Regions from separate parts of the Mus musculus genome. Here regions 2 and 3 are each linked to region 1. The links are chromatin contacts, called in public Hi-C maps. All regions are on one chromosome and are shown on one strand. The core of a region is the stretch at or near the end of the contact, and the rest is flanking DNA. Distances in the headings are between cores, read along the strand shown.

Region 1 (3,949 bases), core at 595-3,094:
TTAACAACATTGCCAGTGAGCAATCAGAGTTAGTCAAAAGCGCTTCTTTACCTTCCTGTACTCCAGATCTTAAACTGGCCTCAGTAATGTCTTTGCAAAGACAGAGACTCCCAGCAACATTCTTGGGACCTTCATAAAGAGAGAGGAGAGGTGAGAGAATGTCCTAAGTCTTCCCTCCAAGCCTCAGCCATAAGTTTTTGATACACAGGTGCTAAGGAACCAGGCACCTCAACCTTGAGTTGTTGTCAGAAAACAATAAAGTGAGAAATGGAAACAGGAATCACTTTGACACAAGCATTCCCTAGGACTGAATGTTATTCTGGGTTTTATGTCTGCAGGTTTTATACAGCAAGGTGGGCTGTTCTCAGAGAGAGAGAAGGATACAGAGATGGCCTGTCCTTAGGGAGAGAGAGAGAGAGAAGGATACAGAGATGGCCTGTCCTTAGAGAGAGAGAGAGAGAGAGAGAGAGAGAGAGAGAAGGGAAGAAGGCAAGGGGGAACCTGCTGGAAGAAACCTTGACACATCCCAATGACTGGCTCAAGAGAAATTGAGTGAGATTGGAATTCTGCCATTGGTTCATTCATGGCTCTTAGCCAGAGGCTGAAGATCTCTCCCGAGGGGTTGATGGAGCCTCCTTTCTGCATTTATCATGACAAGTGATCATGAGGAAGGAGCCTCTGAAGGAACAGTTAAATGAGTTGTTTTCCTGTATTCAAGCACATCTCTACACACACACACATACACACACACACACACACACACACACACACACACAGAGACAGAGAGACAGAGACAGGGAGATAGAGAGATAGACACAGAGACAGAGAGATCTGTTTTTGTTTACTATTTGCACAGGAGTTTGGTTTTAATATATTAATCAATCATGAAAAAAAAACCCTCAGGAAAAGTTTATGAGCAAGAGGGAAATCCGTTGGCCTCCTGTCTTGTACATCTACATTGTATTTAACCAGATGGTTTCATGACATTTGCTGAGTCCAGCATAGTACAAAGTATAGCTTCATCAAACCCTGTAGCATGCTGTCTTGGTGGATCCATATCCAGATGATGGATAATTTCACCAACTGACAACTGTACTGCTTTCTGGTATGGAAGTGAAAAGGAGAAATTTACACTATCATTTATAAGTTAAATGAACTTCCTTGTGTAACCACTAGATGGCACTTTTAACCCACAATCAGCTACCACTAAAACTGATACTTTATTTTTATTCAAACATTCTTACTATTTGAGAAAGGATGGAATATAAGAGAATATTATGTTTCTTTAAAAAATATTAATTGTAAGTAAAATCTACCAAAGTATAGTTGAGTGTGACTTTTTAAAACATGAGCTTCATTTTAAAAAACAACTTAATGGCCAAACTGTGATCCTAGACTATTTAATGCACCAAACAAAAGATTTATGTAAGCCTACATTTTGAAATACACCAACATGTGAAATGCGGCAGCTGCAAATGAAGCAGGAAGTCTAGATTTTTCCTATTGTACTCCACTTGACTGCTAAAAAGCAGAATTCATATGTCTCCTTGGGCCTATGTTTTCACAATTTTTTGGAAACTCAAACTCAGTCTCGTGATGACTTCATTCGCTTAAATAATGTTTTTAAATTGTAGTTTACACAAAGCAGAAAACAACTTCCCAACCAAAGGTTTATAAAAAAAGGTCTATGTTGGACCCGTGCTGATGCTGATGACTTGAAAACAAATGATAATGTACGCTGAGCAATCTCAATGCGATGAGCACCGGCTGACTAGTCTCCCACACATGAGGAGAGATGATTAGGAAGAAGTGTGTGTTTCCACAAAAAGTAACGGCAGCGCTGACAATGTGGGTCAGCGCTCAGTTACAGGAAGATCGTAATAACCTCAAATGTAGTTCCCAGTCCCGGGAACACAGAACACTGGCTCCGGGGACCACAATTTGCAAGATGCAGCCAATCATATTGGCTATCTCCTGACGAAATCTAATCACTATTACTATCAAGAATGTCCCAGGAAGAGCGCATTTCATCTTCAACAGGCTTTGCAAGAAGGGTCAGGGAAAGCGAGGAGTAACCCTTCTCAAAAAGCCTGTTGAAGATGAGACATCTTCCCATCTCCCAAACATAGCACTTACATATCTCTGCTTTCATCTTGCCCTTCAGGAGAACTGGGATTCTCTGGGAATTGGCAGCCTTAGCTACAGCTACGTAGAGCATCAGACCACAAAGTGTCTGCTTCGCAATGAGGTGGAGGCAAAAGGAAAGCAAAGGAAGAAGAGCTCATGAAACCAGCCAGGACTTTCCAAGCTCTGAAGACCAGGGCACGTGCAGGTTCTCTGATGCCACCTAGTGCTCAAAGCTATATCAGATCGTTGTAGCACTGGTTCCCAAGTAACCCCCAGGAACGCTAGCCTCGATCTCATCCAATGGGTCCGGTAAAACAGATAGCCATTTCCTGTGTGACAGATGGAACCATAGGCATCTAACAGAAAAGACAGTTTGTGGGAGAAGAATGTGCCGACAGCGCTTGAGTTTACATGTGTTTTCCACAAGGCCTTTGTAGAACAAACAGCCCACTTTATCACCAGCACCGCCTTCCTTGCTGTATCATAATCGCACGGAAAGGAACATTTCGAAGACTTGGGTCTTTAATACGCTCATCTTTTATAGCTTTAAAATCATATAATGGTGGTGTCATTTTCTCGGAGCTCCCTGATGGAGCCCTGGCAGGTCCTAAAAAGCTTTGCAAAGTCAGTCTCCAGGTTGTTGGCACCATGGGAGAAATGCCCTTCTCAACCCCAGGAGAACAGTGGAAAACAAGAGCACACAAACAAGTCTTTTCCCTTCTCATGTTTGACTTCAGCTCTCTGAATTAGTTTTTCGGGTTGCAGGGAAGAAGCACCATGAACATGGTGGCTTAAAGCTCCAGATGGAGCCCAAAGACACAGTGAAGAATCAAAATGTCTACATAATCCCAATCCCTTGGTGCCTGGCCTCTGCCAGCTCTGGGGGACTGTCACTCCTCTGTCCTCTGGCATGCAGCTACATCATTCCTGTCATGCCTGTGTGCACGATGCCACTCTATCTACATTTCTGTTTTCACATGGTTTTCCCTCTTATAAGGATCACCAAAATTAAGTATATATAGTGTTCTTGTTCTCGCGTGATTGTATATGTGAATACCCTATTCCCAAAGGTTACTGTCTCAGGGACAAAGAGACAGATATCAACATATCTCCATAGAGACCACAGTTCACCACCCTTCCATCATCCTAGGTGTTTGGCTAAGAAGAATCTAAGACAAAAGGAAAAATCTGACAAAATCAGAGTTTCATAACAATGCATTATATCAATTCTCAAAGCGATTTAGCACCACTTTACTGACTTCCTTCTCTAAAGATGTCTCTGAGACACACAGACCCATACGGTTATCCACATAGGTACCCCACGCTTGCCAGCCAAGAAGCCTATAAGACATAATCTAGCCAAGAATTCCTCACAAAGTAAGGAATAAATCTGTCTTCTCCACAGTTTCCCCAAACACACACACACACACACACACACACACACACACACGAGAGAGAGAGAGAGAGAGAGAGAGAGAGAGAGAGAGAGAGAGAGAGAGAATATATGCACATACACACTAAATATCAGAGTAATTCTACAAATACAAATCAAATAACAGACATAAATGAAGCCCACTTGATTTTTCCATATCATTTCACCTCAGTTACTGCTTACTGCTTTTTCCTTCCTTGGCAATAACAATCCTTCCAGTATTGAGAACTTAGGGCATTCAAAATGGTTCATTTTACTTAATATTTCTGAATAAGGTTACTTTTAAAAGAATACATTAAGCAAGTTTAAGAGTTTAATATTTGCATCGAAATAGAAGGCAAGTGTGTAGAGCTATCATCAAAATGAAGAAATGGATTCATTTTATCTACC
Region 2 (3,949 bases), core at 1,001-3,500, 230 kb after region 1:
ACAGACTGAAGGAATGACCATCCGGAGACTGCCCCAGCTGAAAATCCACCCCATATACAACCATCAAATCCAGACACTATTGTGGATGCCAACAAGAGCTTGCTGACAGAAACCTGTTATAGCTCTCTCCTGAGAGGCTCTGTCAGTGCCTGATAGATACAGAAGTGGATGCTCACAGCCTACCATTGGATTGAGCACAGGGTCCCCAATGAAGGAGCTAGAGAAAGGACCCAAGGAGCTGAAGGGGTTTGTGGCCCCATAGGAAGAACATCAATATGAACTAACCAGTAACCGCAGAGCTCCCTGGGATTAAACCACCAATCACATGGTGGGACTCATGGCTCTAGCCGCATATGTAGCAGAGAATGACCTAATCAGTCATCAATGGGAGGAAAGGCCCTTGGTCCTGTGAAGGTTCTATACCCCAGTATAGGGAAATGACAGGGCCAGGAAGCAGGGAATGGGTGGGTTGAGAAGTGGGGGAGTGGGTAGGGGATAGGGGGTTTTTGGAGGGGAAACCAGGAAAAGGAATAACATTTGAAATGTAAATAAAGAAAATATCTAATGAAAGAAGAGAAAGAAAGAAAGAAAGAAAGAAAAGAAAAGAAAAGAAAAGAAAAGAAAAGAAAGAGGGAGGGAGGGAGGGAGGGAGGGAGGGAGGGAGAGAGAGAGAGAGAGAGAGAGAGAGAAAGAGAGAGAGAGAGAGAGAGAGAAAGAAGTTTGTGAAAACGGTGAGCAAACAGGGAGACTCTAAGGAATTTAATCACCTCCAATGAGAAATGGTAACTTTGTCAGTTAATTGTAATATCCTTCAATTACCTGGGAAGAAAGTATTGCAATACTAAGAGTCCATATTTTGGAGGGGCCCCATGAGCAGTGATGCCCTCTATGTCTCTTGAATTTTTTATTGGATATATTCATTGTTCGTGACATTTTGTTGTTTCACATGTTAGCTTCATTAAAACAGCCCAACACTAGATTCTAGCGTCACAGGATCCCTTGCTAATCACCACAGAAGTGTCTCAAGGCTAACAGATCCTCAGTCAGAGCTTGCTTAGAAAATGAAACACTTATTAACTGATTAGAGACCCAGTACTGCAAGGGAGAAGAAGGATGTGTTAGGTTTCAAGTTGTCAAGATTCTCGAAAAAGGAGAGCCCTCAGAGAGCCTGCTTTTCATCCTCTGCAGGCCTGCCCCCACCCCTTCTGACTCTGCCTCATATTGAGAAATGAGCCCAGCTTTAGAGTGAAAACACTTTGATTTTTGTTTCAGCCTCACCCAGGTTCTAACTATATGTTGTAAGGTGTGTGTGTGTGTGTGTGTGTGTGTGTGTGTGTGTGTGTATAAAACACATAGATCATCATTGTCTTTCAAAATATGATCAGCCTAACCTGTGTTGGGTTGTTGTAATTATTACAAGCAATGCATGAAGGACAACTGTCAAACAGACATTATCCAGATTGGTGACTCAGATAGACCTTAACGCATGTATGGATTCACTTTCCAACGTTGTGCCCCATCCAAAGCCGTGCTATTTCTATAATCAAAGATCTAATTAGCCAAGGCTGGGCAACAAAATACCATAGAATTGAGTGGCATGAAATAAGATTTATATCCCATTTCTACAGAACAGGACTCCAGGTCTGGCTCAGCTGGATTTTCTAGTGAGCACAAGAGCTCTCCCAAGCTGCAGTTCTGTCAATGCACAAATAAAGAAGTCTGCCTCAAGCTCTCTCCCAAACATAGTTGTTGACATAAATCAGTTCCTCGAAGACATTTGGATTATGAACATCCTGTGCATATTGGCCAGGGGCTGCCTTCACTTCCTTACCATGTGGGCCTCTCCATGGAGCAAGAACATGAGAAGATTCATGGGGTCAGTGAGCATGCTCATAAAGTACAGAGTAGCAGCAGGGAGCAGAGGGTTTTGAAACTTCATCTCTCTGAGTTGAAAGCCCACTATTTCTACCCTAGTTCTTGCTGAGAATCAGAGGGCTGGGTTCAGTATACATAAAACAAGAGGAATCACACCAGGAAACAGAAAGAAATAGGTGGAGAGGGTCAGGGGCCATCTTGGTACTCTTTGCCACAGCCAGAGTATTTTATCACATTCTCCTATGATGATTTGGACATTAGGCGATGTAGAAAAAGAAATATTTCCTTTTAACAAGAACACAGTGACTCAGTAGCCAAAGGAATCTGAGAACTATGTCTGGCTAGAATCAACTTGCTTCTCTTGAAGTGACAGTAGTGGAGAGGGCCTGGCAACATGCAGAGACCATGCTAGCCAAACGCCACATTCCTGAGCAATATTGAAGGAGACACGTTCAGCTTGTTTTTCTCATAAATATCATCTAGGCTGTGCACATGGTGATTGGCAGAGAAAGGAGTCTGCCACAGAACCACTGATGTCTCCAGACCAATCTCAGCAGGGTCCCAAATTCTAGCCATTGGTTTTCAGTCTGTTCCAAGAAGCTTATGTAATTTCTACCAGGACAATTCCAAGACAAGTTTCCAAATGAATGTTCATGGATCGAGTTGCTCTTCAGCCTAATCCTGAATACATTCAATACAACAGAAACAATAAGTCCAAGGAAAGGCTGGAGACTGCACAAATGTGCTCAGAATCTCTGCCTTCTCTGGAACAGGGACAACCATCAAGTACCTCACAGCTCAGCTTGGCTTCTCCTCTCCTGAGCCATCGTGAGTAACTTTTGAGTGTAGACAGACATCATTTTCTCACATCCACTTGGCTGTCTGCGATAAGCCGAATGAGAGATCTGTACTTGTCTCCGTGGCTGGAAACATGGAAGTTTTTAATATTCTCTGACTAAAATCCACAGACATAAAACAAGATGAGACGCGATCAACCCTTCCTGAATCTCCTTACCACGCCCCCTTTCTGATGATCTCATTGGATGCAAATCAGACAGAGCAACTGTCCCCAGCTCACCTCCTGTGAGCATCCCTCAAAGAACCCCTCCTGAGCCCCTCACCACGGTGTGAACATAGGACAGACAATAGCGTGCTTTCCTAAGGGTCTTGGGGATAGATCACTCTCTTGCTTATTCTGTGGAAATGTGCTCATTCCTCCAGACAGCACCAGAGAATCCAAACTGAGGAGAAGACTGTAGTTTTTCTCAGTCGGAGGTCCCTGCACCTCTTTGTAGCTGTTACATTTTCTTCATAACCAGGATTATCTGTCTGTCTCTTTTCCACCCTATAAACTCTTTGGAAGCAGGAACTTGGACATTGTCTCCTGGGTCTATGAAACTTTTAGATCATGAACTAGCTAGGCAATAATATTCAGACAGAAAAAGATATTGGACAATTAAAAATATTAAGATAGAGTTGGGTGACAGATCAGTTAGTAAACCATGTTCTATACAAGCATGTGGACCCGAGTTCAACTTCCAGAACAGACATATAAATACATACATACATACATGCATACATACATACATACATACATACATACATACATACATACATAAAAACTAGAAATGGTGGCACAGGCATGTGATGCCAGTTCTGGATGGCAGAGGCAGGCAGATCTCTGGAGTTCACTGTCCAGCTGGCATCAACTGAATTCCAGATAAAAGGGAAGAGACCCTATCTCCAAAAACAATGTGGATAGTGCATGAGAAATGATATTTGAGATTGACCTCTGGCCTTCCGATACATGCAAATTCATGTGCATTCACAACTTATACGCAGCCAGGCACTCACACATATGAGCACACATACACAAACATGCAAACATTGAGGTTTAGGTGGAGTGAACTAACAAGGAATAGAATATTCTACATGGTGTCCAGAATATGAGGTGTGGATCAAAGAAATGAGCCAAGGCTGCGGGTTAGTGGGTTTAACTGATAACACATAACCAGACACAAGTGAATCATGGTGTTCCATACAATGTACATGCCTGCCATGTAAATGAAAGTAT
Region 3 (3,949 bases), core at 569-3,068, 190 kb after region 1:
AAAGGCCATGCAAGTCAGGATATAGAGAGAGTGTCAGAAGAGTTCAAAGTAGCATGCAAATTTCTTGAAGCAGAAACTCACATTATCTTAACACATTTCTGAACTGCCACAATAAAAGTATTATTTGAGCCTGTTTGTCAGTATTAAATATCAGTAGGTAAAGACCAGAGTAATATGAATACAGACAGGGCTGATAAAGTGGTACGAAGGGAAGAATAAGTAGTGACTGGAGATGTTTATAAAGAGATTCTCAACTAGTCCAGATTCCAGAAAAACAAGAATGCTCAAGTGACAAAAACATCACTTAGGATAACAGATGTTTGATGGGAGAACTGTGGTACATAGCCACATACTGCCAACTTCAAGGGTGTTAATTATACACACTGGAGCTTGACAACTCTGTATGTTATGTGGCCAAATAGCAGACCATTTATGCTGTAGAGTTTGTGTACTCTAGGGTGCAATTATTCAGCCCTGCCCTTCTCGCTCCAAAGATGTCATAATCAATGCACGAGTAAAGGATAAAATTCATCCCCAAAATTTATTTAGGGACACCAAAATTTAATTTGACAAAATATTATTGTGAATTGTATTACCATGACTACTTAACAATGTGAAGTATCTTGATAGCTAGCCGGACATTCAAAAGTAGGCAGCTGGTAAAATTTCTGGCCCTTAGGCTGTAGTTTGGTGAATTCTGATACAGGCTCAATGTAAATGGTACAACTGGAATTGGAAAAGGAGCAGAAAAAGTGAGAAATAAGAAAGGAAACAAATTCAGCTGCCCTCATTAGTCAAGAAGAATGTGTGTGAGGTATAGTGTGTGTGTGTGTGTGTGTGTGTGTGTGTGTGTGTGTGTGTGTGTGTGTGTGCATGTGTGTGTGTGTGGTATATACGGTGTGAGATGTGGTATGCTGGGATAAGGAGGAGGTCTGGGCTTCCTATTTTTACATAGCTACTAATCTTTTTATTCCAAACACTCTTTCCAATGTGCCCTCAACTTGGCACTGTAGCCATCTGGCTGAGTATTGTTTTTGTTTGTTTGTTTGTTTGCTTGTTTGTTTTATTTTGTTTTTAATTGTAGAAGATGGCAGAAACATTCTAAAGAGAATAAAAGAAGAAAAGCAACTTTTTTCTCAAGGTTATAATCCTTTGCACGGGAGGGGGTAAAAGGAATAGTAGCTCATATCCTTGAGTGAAGACAGTAGTGTATGGTTTCCGTAAGTTAAAACAAAGAGGCAGCCACATAGCAAAACAACCCATCATATCACAGTGCTATATACAGCTGCAAAACACACTGCACTGGGCTCTGCCCCTTAGCTTGGAAGGCCAGCCCTTGGCATGTTTCAAAACGCTGGTGCAGTGAACCTGTAAAAGGCTTTATCTCTTTAATATGTGCCATCTGACTTTCAGAGCCTGTCTGACTGTGTCTATTGATGTCTGTCCTGGCTGAGTTCATCCTCTTTGAGCAACACAGCCAAGCTACAGGGACCAACAAGACAATAGGAAATTTCATGACAAGATTTAATTAGAAGATTCTCATCTGTATTCTGTGTGTTGATTAGCCTAACACTGCTAGTTTATGATCCAGAATAGTTTACACTCCCTGCCTGTGGCCTTTGAGTGACTTTGAAGATATCCCTACTGGCTAGTGTATACAATACAGCCACTTGCAAGGAACATCTTTTAGTCCAGTGGCAGGGGGAGTTTTTACAGAGCAAACAAACTATCAGCTCACTAAATGAAAACCTTGCTGCTGAATGCAGATGCACACAGACCAAATGCACTGTCTTCTTCATAAGAAATGGGCAACCACAGTGAACAGATGAAGTGCTCATAGAGTCCTCTTTGGTATTTTTCTTTTTTGGTTTTGGTTTTTGGTTTTTTGGTTTTTTGAGACAGGGTTTCTCTGTGTAGCCCTGGCTGTCCTGGAACTCACTCTGTAGACCAGGCTGGCCTCTAACTCAGAAATCTGCCTGCCTCTGCTTCCCAAGTGCTGGGATTAAAGGCGTGTGCCACCACTGCCCGGCCTCCTTGGTCACTTTGTAAGTGATTGGAACAGATCACATCTCTACGTATATTTCTGTATCTTTAATTGAATATACCCAAGAGACTCCTTTTGTGCACTTTATAATACCTTTCCAAATATAGAAACCTGGAAGATTGGATGTAGTTACTGCTGTTATTAATATTAACCTTTTATCATCGTCAACCACCTTGAGGAAACTGACAAAAGGCTTAAATTCATTTACTTTGAAATTGCACAAGAAAGGTACTCATTAATCATCCAAATCTATAAAAAGTAACATCATTAAGAAGATTTTTATATATTTTTCAATATAACCTAGTAAGACTTTTCAAATAACTAGTATTTGTGCATCATTATACCTTGCGCTACACAGACATGAATTATGAGCCATTGATTCTATGATGTGCCAGCCTGTCCAGGACGGGAATCCCCTCTGCAGATCTCCCACACAGACTTCCAGTATTGAGTGCACCGAGGGTCAGAAGCAATGCACAGAGGCATCCTCTGGTAGTCTATAAACTTGGGCCTTTACATTATTTAGTTAATCTTCTTCATATAAATATAAAATAATTATAAATATAAATATTATATATAATATGGATACAAATAATATATCCATAAATATAAAATAATCTAACATCAATTCATAAGTAGGTATTTATGTCAGTGCTGAAGGAATTGTCAGACCTGGACATGGTAACATTCCCTAGGGTCCTAGTGTAAATCCAATTTGTTTTACGTTATCGGAACAGATTTCTCCTGTGTATTAAGCGCCATTGTCCATGTACTACCATTTGAGTGTCAGCCTACATTTGGAAACTGTTTACAAGCATGCACATAGGATCCACTTGTACATGCTTGTGTAGATGTATACTTGCGTTTGGAGGTCCAATGTCTACGATGAATATTCTTTCTCTATCACTCTGTACCTTTAGTGTTTGAGGCAAAGCCCCTCATTAAGCCTAAGGTTCATACACTGGGCTTCTCTGGATGGCCAAGGAGCTTCAGGAATATTTCTGCTTTCCCTACAGCTGGGGTTACAGGCTCATGTTGCCATGCACAGCTTTATTTACACTGATTCTAGGGATCAGGATACAGTTCCTTGTGCTTGGACAGCAAACATGTTAGTAGCAGCCCTCTCCCACCCCTTTGCTTACAAACGTCAGTATTTGCCCTTTGCCGTCCCCTAGGTGGAAATAGGGCATATGTTATTTCTCTTGTTTTTGTTGTTGTTTGTTTGTTTGTTTGTTTTCCCATATGAGTGAGTAGTGGTTGGCTTGGCCAGGTCTTATGTCCATCCCTAGGGCATCCTCCTCCTCAGCTGCCATCATGGTGCCACACTGCACCTTAAGAACACCACCAGCCCAATTGGGATCTAAGCTATGGTGTATGTTATTGTTCCATCCATGTTAAAATGCCCTTTATCAAAGACATAGCAAACAAGCAAGCAAATGCTGGTAAAGCTATGGAGAAATGAGCTTCTCAAACAGGATTGTTGGGCATATAAACTAGTGAAGCAGTTATAGAAGACAATATAGAACTACCCCCCTCCAAAAGCCTGACAAACATGAATTTGAAATGATTCAGAAATGTCCTAGAAAGTCGCTAGCCAAAGGTGAAAATAAGTGTATAAATCACAATTGACAACATATGGAACCAATCTAGGCTTTTAGGAATGGAAGAATGGGTAAAGGAAATATGGTATATACACAACCATGAATATTATTCAGCCAGGAAAAAGAATAAATTGCTGTCATTTGCAGCAACGTCGATGAAGCCAGAGGACATGTTAACTAAAATCAATCAGGCACAAACAGACAAGTGCTACATGTTCTCACGTGTGGAGGCTTATGGATTCATCTCTAAGATGCAGAAAGTAGACTATTAATTATCAGAGCCTGGGAAGGGTGTCAGGGAAAG

Evidence for each region. A called contact is a pair of places that touch in the nucleus more often than the background predicts.
Region 2: a contact with region 1 is called in a Hi-C map of the N1E-115 cell line, with 7 times the contacts expected there. The contact joins two enhancer-like sites. A contact is called at or near these places in 4 of 484 Hi-C or Micro-C datasets (the HL-1 cell line, the N1E-115 cell line, cerebral cortex and 1 more) and 1 of 115 datasets of contacts at active chromatin or transcription factors (cardiomyocytes).
Region 3: a Hi-C map of the N1E-115 cell line shows a contact between it and region 1, with 5 times the contacts expected there. The contact joins two enhancer-like sites. A contact is called at or near these places in 10 of 484 Hi-C or Micro-C datasets (LSK cells, the N1E-115 cell line, cerebral cortex and 4 more).

The regions. Positions count from the first base shown.
Region 1 is chr16:85,675,621-85,679,569 of GRCm38.p6, reverse strand. No RefSeq gene overlaps it. Among named protein-coding and RNA genes, the nearest start is that of Gm52244, 120 kb to the right of the region's middle. Within about 2 kb of position 1,844, at least 8 of the 459 cell types and tissues checked have an H3K27ac peak or open chromatin away from gene starts, as enhancers often do. A contact at or near this core is called in the N1E-115 cell line, where this site is marked.
Region 2 is chr16:85,444,407-85,448,355 of GRCm38.p6, reverse strand. No RefSeq gene overlaps it. Among named protein-coding and RNA genes, the nearest start is that of Cyyr1, 100 kb to the left of the region's middle. Within about 2 kb of position 2,250, at least 13 of the 459 cell types and tissues checked have an H3K27ac peak or open chromatin away from gene starts, as enhancers often do. A contact at or near this core is called in the N1E-115 cell line, where this site is marked.
Region 3 is chr16:85,489,705-85,493,653 of GRCm38.p6, reverse strand. The region is part of intron 2 of Cyyr1 (cysteine and tyrosine-rich protein 1); the gene reads left to right. Among named protein-coding and RNA genes, the nearest start is that of Cyyr1, 59 kb to the left of the region's middle. Within about 2 kb of position 1,818, at least 1 of the 459 cell types and tissues checked has an H3K27ac peak or open chromatin away from gene starts, as enhancers often do. A contact at or near this core is called in the N1E-115 cell line, where this site is marked.